Regions from separate parts of the Mus musculus genome. Here region 1 is linked to region 2. The links are chromatin contacts, called in public HiChIP or PLAC-seq maps. All regions are on one chromosome and are shown on one strand. Each heading gives the region's core, a stretch centred on a gene start, on an enhancer-like site or on the middle of the called end of the contact. The rest is flanking DNA. Distances are from core to core; before and after follow the strand shown. Region 1 overlaps Cspg4 (chondroitin sulfate proteoglycan 4). Region 2 has its middle 28 kb from the start of Gm31529.

Region 1 (3,102 bases), core at 422-2,921, 320 kb after region 2:
GGGAGGCAGGAGGCTAGACACAGCCATTACAAACATGGTGTTAGAGCGTTAGTTTGGGATTAGGTCCCAGCCCTTGTGCGAAGACCTTGGCTTGGCCCACTCTGAGCCTCCAGTTAGCCCTTTATACAACAGGAAAGAATAAGCCCTACCTCTCATATGAGTTGAAGACAACGAAGCCAGACCGTGGCCTGGAAATAAATCTCTGCCAGGTCTCTGTGCCTGAGGTTACTGTAGTTCTGTTCCTGCTGTCTTTCTGTGGTGGGTGGCTCAGCAGTGGGGGGTGATCCTGTTTAGGAAAGGTTCCAAGGCAAGGACTCTGGAAGGGCTCTCAGTCACCCACCACAACCCCAGCCCAGGAGCCTTTACAAAGTGGATGCAGGGTTCTGCATCTGTCCCACTTGAGGGCTGAGGTCTCACCTTGTTGGGACCTCACTGACAGAGCAGAAAGTCCCTCCTGGGTACCCAGAACCCACTACCCAATAGCAGACAGCCCTGCACAAGGCACATGAGCTGATATGCAGCTGAAACCCAGTCAGAGGATGCTAAGTGAGTAACCAGAGGGTAGGCAGACTCTGTCCCCAAAGCAAGTGACCGGGAAGGAAAAAATGGGCCCCCAGTATGGTTTATGAGTAAGGGAACCCAGAAACCTGTTTTTTTCTTGTCCTCTGCCAACTCCAACTTCTCTTGGTCCCCTCTCCAATTCTGACCAGAGCCCAGTGACATTGACATAAAGTACTCCAGAGTACTATGGCCCACAGTCACCACTGTAATCAGCAGTAGTGGCAGCACAAGGGGCAGAAATTCAGGCTGAGTGAAGTTGAAAGATGTCTCGGGGATGCTGGTGACAGCGATGTCCATGTGAGTTCAGTGAGGACATGTGAGGTGACTTTCCAGAGATGGCTACAGGGTGAGAAGCTTGGCCTTGTAACTCTAGAGGCATCCTTGGGATGATGGACTGTCCAGAGCCTAAGTTCTCTGTGTGGACACCTTTGCCTTCACCCCAGAGCATTCTGGGAAGGGCCCAGCCTTCTCCCCGGATATTCTAATGAACTCCAGGTGCCTGCCTCTGGCTGTTTCTGTCTCCAGGCATCTGGGGTTCATGTGCTTCTGATCTCCCATCTGTAACCCAGCTGAGCCCTTCTAGAAGTAGGTAGGGGCTGAGATGGTGGCTTCTCCCTCCACTTAGTAACAATCAACGGATAGGGAACTTGTATCCATGCTTACTACATGACAAGGTTGAGATTTCTGACCATGCTGTGTGGCCTTCAACAGACATCTGTCCCCCTCTGTGCCTCTGCATGAAAACTTTAATCTCCCAAATCATCTCTAAAACTCTGAGTCCAAGCTCTTAAGAATGGGACAGGGTCTCAGCTTCTAGCTAGCTGCTTGTCCTGAGTTGTACAGTAGGCTGGAGTAGACCTTCCTCGGGGCTTAAGGGCATTGGTTAGCCAGTGTTCCTGGGCATTGGGAAACTACTTTTCAAAGTTGGCCCCAGACCCTGGGGCTCTCCCAGGATGAGAGTTTTCCCCCACCCCCAGTTCCGATCTTCTACCCCCTAGCTTGGCTCCACCCTGCCAAAAATAAACTCAGACCACCCCATTTTATCCCAGCCAGACCCACCCAGCCCTTCCAGAGCCAGTTGAGTCACTGCTTGGGACTGCTCCTTTTTTAACTGTCTGAGTCACCAGTGTGGCTATGGCTTTGTGACACATGCCCAGGCTACAGTCAGCCCATAGCTCCTAAAAGCACAACAGTGGCAGCATCTGCATAGTGAGTAGCAGCAGGTGGATTTAGCTTGTAAGCTCTCAGGACTAGGAAGCTCACTCCCTTAGTAAGCCAAAGGGGAGCTGACCCCAAAGACCCTGCCTTGCCTGTAGCATTCCATTGCACCCCACCAGAGCTAAGCTTGTACTGCAGGAGTGCCAGAATGAGAGGGGTCTCCAAGCCCACCTGTAGCATTCTATTGCACCCCACCAGAGCTAAGCTTGTACTGCAGGAGTGCCAGAATGAGAGGGATCTCCAAGCCCGGTGTCTAGGGGTGAATGGGAAGGTCACAGAGACGCCTATTATTGCCCTTGCCTATTTGGTTCCAGCCCAGGCCCCACACTCTGCCCCGAGTGCTCTTTAGACTCACTATTGGCAGGGTTGCCCACTTCTGGCTTCCTCTGTTGCTCCTGCCTAACTCTGCTTACAGATCCATGGGTGCAGCCTCCCCATCTCTCTCGCAGACCCTTTTCTGTCCCATCTCTGTCTCTCCATCTCGACCATCCCTGTCCCTGGCTGTCTGTCTTCCTTTCTCTGTATCTGTGGCTCCTCTGTCTCTCCTTCTTGCATTGCTGGCTCTTCATTTTTGCCTCTCCCAGCTCTGGTCCTGTTCTTTCTCTGTGTCATCCTTTACCCAGTTTGGGTGACAGTCTGAAGTATGCACTCTGCAGCTGGCACCCCCAAGGCCCTCGTCTGTCTTCTCGGTAGACAAAATAGACCCACAACCACCTATCCCAACATGAGAGTCTGGGCCCCAGGGACCAATAATCCCGAGAGAAATTTTCCATCCTCCTCACCCAGGCCCCGTCCCCTACCCCAAAGCATAGGCTGCATCCTGTCTCAGGGAATGTCAGGATCCCACAGGCACTTCCTTAGAGCTTGGGGGTGGAGAGGGGGCCTGGGAATGGCCCCTCCTCGGGTCCTGCTGGAGCAGAAGCCTGCACAACTTCAAACCCCATTCTCCATCTGTGGTTATGCATCCAGCTATAAATAGGGGCTCAGAGTCTATTTTCTTTAAAAACAAGCATCAGACTGGGTGACCATGGCCATAAAAGCAACCCTTGGCTGGAGCAGGCTCCCACTCCTCCTCAGTCACTGTGGCCAGGCGCCTTAGATGGTTAGCAGGGCTAGAAAGGGGGTGGGGGTGACGACACAGAAGAGGCAGTCTCCAAGGTGCTACCTGGACCGGCTAGGGGACGCCCTTTACACACCCCTCCCCATCTCTCTCCATCACACAAGGTCAGTCTAATGCCTGAGACTCACAGTGTCAACACAGAGAGGTGGTACAGGTCCCCAAGCCACAGTTGATTATCTGCACCCTAAATAAAACGAAGGTGC
Region 2 (3,104 bases), core at 246-2,745:
AGCTCCTCAGAAAGCTCTTGAATTCTAAAGACCCATAGGCATTGTGGACCTGAAAGTGAGATCAGCTGTGGAAATACCTGCCCTAAGTCACACACACACACACACACACACACACACACACACACACACACACCATATACCTATACCATAACATACACACACACACACACACACACACTACATACCACCCTCCCACAACCCCTCACACCACAACACTCACACAAATATCATACACACACACACACCATACCATACCACCCCTCTGCACAAAATGCCATACCCCTTCCCTACCACCACCCCACACATGTACCCCATATACCATACCCCTCCCTCCTCATCATACACACACACACACACACACACACACACACACACACACACACTTCTTCTTTTTCTTTTTCTTTTTTTCTTTTCTTTTTTGGTTTTTCGAGACAAGATTTTTCTGTATAGCCCTGGCTGTCATGGAACTCACTCTGTAGACCAGGCTGGCCTCGAACTCAGAAATCTGCCTGCCTCTCCTCCCAAGTGCTGGGATTAAAGGCATGCACTACCACTGCCTGGCTAGACACACATGAGAATGCATACACATACCACGCACTACCCTCCCACAACCCCTCACATAACAACACCCCCCAAAATACCATACACACACACACACACACACACACACACACACACACCACACCACTCCCCCACCATATACCATACTCTTTCCCTATCACCACACCACACCACACACATACCCCATGTAGCATAACCCTCCTTTACCACACCAACCGCCCCCCACAACACACACACCCTACGCGTGTCCCACCCTCTTCCTGGGTTCCTGGCTGTGTGCTCCCCCTTTCACCCCCAAGCCTGCCGGGCTTGGATCTGCTGCCCTCCTCAGCATCTGGTTCCTCCTCAGGATGTAATGCTGTTGCCCCTAGCAACCGAGTTTCAGCCTGATCCTCTTCCCTCCTCCCTCTTTCTGGACCTCTGCTTTCTTCCTCCCTTCCCCCAACCTCAGAGCCAGTGCCCAGACCCAGAACTCTCCCAGAAGATCATGTGCCAGCTTAGTGACCAGCGAAGCTCTCTGATCTTCCCAGTTTGCTAAGCAACTGATGACCACGGTCAGTACTCTACCTGCCTGGCTGACTTGGAACTAAGGTAGCTGAAGACTAGTGCTGGAGGCACGAGGGGTGTCCTAGACTTGCAAGTGGGGCTCTCTGCACACCCAGGCACAGAGTCAGCAACTAGAGAGAAGGCGGTTGACTCCAGAGATAAGAGAGTTCCCCGGCCAGGAGGTATGCAAGAAGAGGCTATCTAATGAGGATGGTGCTGGTATGGCTCAGGGCATTAAGACAGGCAGCCCTCACATGCCTGGCTGTCCCTTTCAGCCATAGTTTTTTGTTTTGGGTTTTTTTTTCTCTTCCTGTCTCCACAGTCCCTTCTTTCTCTACTCTCTCGCCTCCCAGATGAGTCGCAGAGAGGACAGCTTAGGGAGAGGCTCTTGGAGAAAATGACATCATCAACTTCAGGGTAAGCCCAAGGCTGGGAGCAGGGAGACATAGCAGGACATAGCAAGACAGTGGCCACCAGACCCAGCACTTTCCTGCCTCGCTCCTTTCTTTTCCAGACACCCATAGCTACCCTGCTGCCCTGCCCTACTCTCTCCCACTCGGGCCTCCTGAATGGCCTGTGGTGTCCAATCTGCCTGTACCCCTCTCAGCCTCCTCATACTCTTGCCCGGGTCCCTGCACTGCTTCTCCCTCTCCTGCGGGATGCACTGCCCTGCCTTTCACCAGGATTCATCTGAGAGGTGCCTCCTCCAGGAAGCCTCCCTTGACTGTCCAGGTTGCTTGGGGTATGCCTCTGCTGACCTTCTGTCCTAAGCTGTTTGTCAGCTTTCTCATCCTGCCCAGTGGTTACTGTTTGGTTACAAGTTTCTCCTGATGGCCCCCGGAAGGTCTTCTTCAGGCCAGGAATTTTGTGTCCATGTTTATTAACAAATACTAAACAAGACTAGTATAACAACACCCTTCCTCTCTCTGGGTCTGTTTCCCCATCTGGAATGTGAGGGAGACAGGCCAGGGCAGGCTCCTATTGAATAGCCAAAACCAAGCTGTTAGCAGGGTCAGAGACCATCTGACTCAGCTTCCTGTCCAAGTCACAGGACTGAGCAATGGGACCTTGAGCAGTGAGTGACAAACACAGGAGCTATGGGGTCTGGTACAGACTGAGCCAGTCCAGCCCTCGCTCTGGGGTCCCTGGGGCTCTGCTGCCCTCCAGTGGCTGGAGGCCCCTGGGCACTTAGAAGCCTTGGTTTCTGACTATCCCACATACATCTAAAGTATCATAGGGCATATGGTGGGGCAGGGGCATGTCGTTGTCACCCAGAAAGTTAGGAGCAGTTACCAAAGCAGACCTTGGGGATCCCACACCCCAGCACTTCCAGACTCTGAATGGGGCATCGTTGTTTGTCAAGAGTCAAGCCTTGGTGTGGGGGTGGGGGGTCTCCGCACCTGTCACCTCAACTTTGTCATATGGTAGCCTTTCTCTGACAGCCATCGTTCTCAGCACAGACTTCGCTGACCCTTTGTCTAGTGCTCTTCGGCTCCTGCTCAGGGTCCTTCCAGCTTCAGTAAACAGTGTTGGGGGGTTGAAGGGTGCCTTAGTCCCCTCCCTCCTTAATTAATAAAATACTTAAAATAATGGCAGCCGTCATGATTGATGGACAGGGCCTAGCTAATTACCCTGGAGATTAAAATGACTGTTTCTGTTTAAAAAGGCTGCAAATGAGTTAATTATTTCCTTTGCTCACCTCTCTAACCTTGTTACACTTCTAAATGAATAGCAATATTGATCTTGGAACTGATTTTGGTGTTCCACCGCCCGAGCGGGTTTAATTAGGGTTTGAGCACACTGCAGCGCCTCCTCCTTCTGACCGGGGAAATTAGCCTTGGGTTTTACTTACATTTCATAGCCGTGTCCTCCACACAAACAGAAGGGCTGCAACATGGCAGTCGACGCCTGCCAGCTCGCCGGCTTGGCGCTGCCCTGGCTCTCAGTTCTGCTCTGTCCAGAGAGGCCAGCGCTGACCCTTGCCTGTGATCTCTTGC

Evidence for each region. HiChIP or PLAC-seq counts read pairs in DNA pulled down with a chosen protein or histone mark.
Region 1: a FOXA1 HiChIP or PLAC-seq map of pancreatic cancer cells shows a contact between it and region 2. The contact joins two enhancer-like sites. A contact is called at or near these places in 1 of 39 promoter capture datasets (embryonic stem cells), 1 of 484 Hi-C or Micro-C datasets (the N1E-115 cell line) and 1 of 115 datasets of contacts at active chromatin or transcription factors (pancreatic cancer cells).

Annotation. Positions count from the first base shown.
Region 1 is chr9:56,871,635-56,874,736 of GRCm38.p6, forward strand. All of the region lies in intron 1 of Cspg4 (chondroitin sulfate proteoglycan 4), which reads left to right. Among named protein-coding and RNA genes, the nearest start is that of Cspg4, 8.1 kb to the left of the region's middle. Within about 2 kb of position 1,672, at least 61 of the 459 cell types and tissues checked have an H3K27ac peak or open chromatin away from gene starts, as enhancers often do. A contact at or near this core is called in the N1E-115 cell line and pancreatic cancer cells, where this site is marked.
Region 2 is chr9:56,550,801-56,553,904 of GRCm38.p6, forward strand. No RefSeq gene overlaps it. Among named protein-coding and RNA genes, the nearest start is that of Gm31529, 28 kb to the right of the region's middle. Within about 2 kb of position 1,496, at least 150 of the 459 cell types and tissues checked have an H3K27ac peak or open chromatin away from gene starts, as enhancers often do. A contact at or near this core is called in the N1E-115 cell line and pancreatic cancer cells, where this site is marked.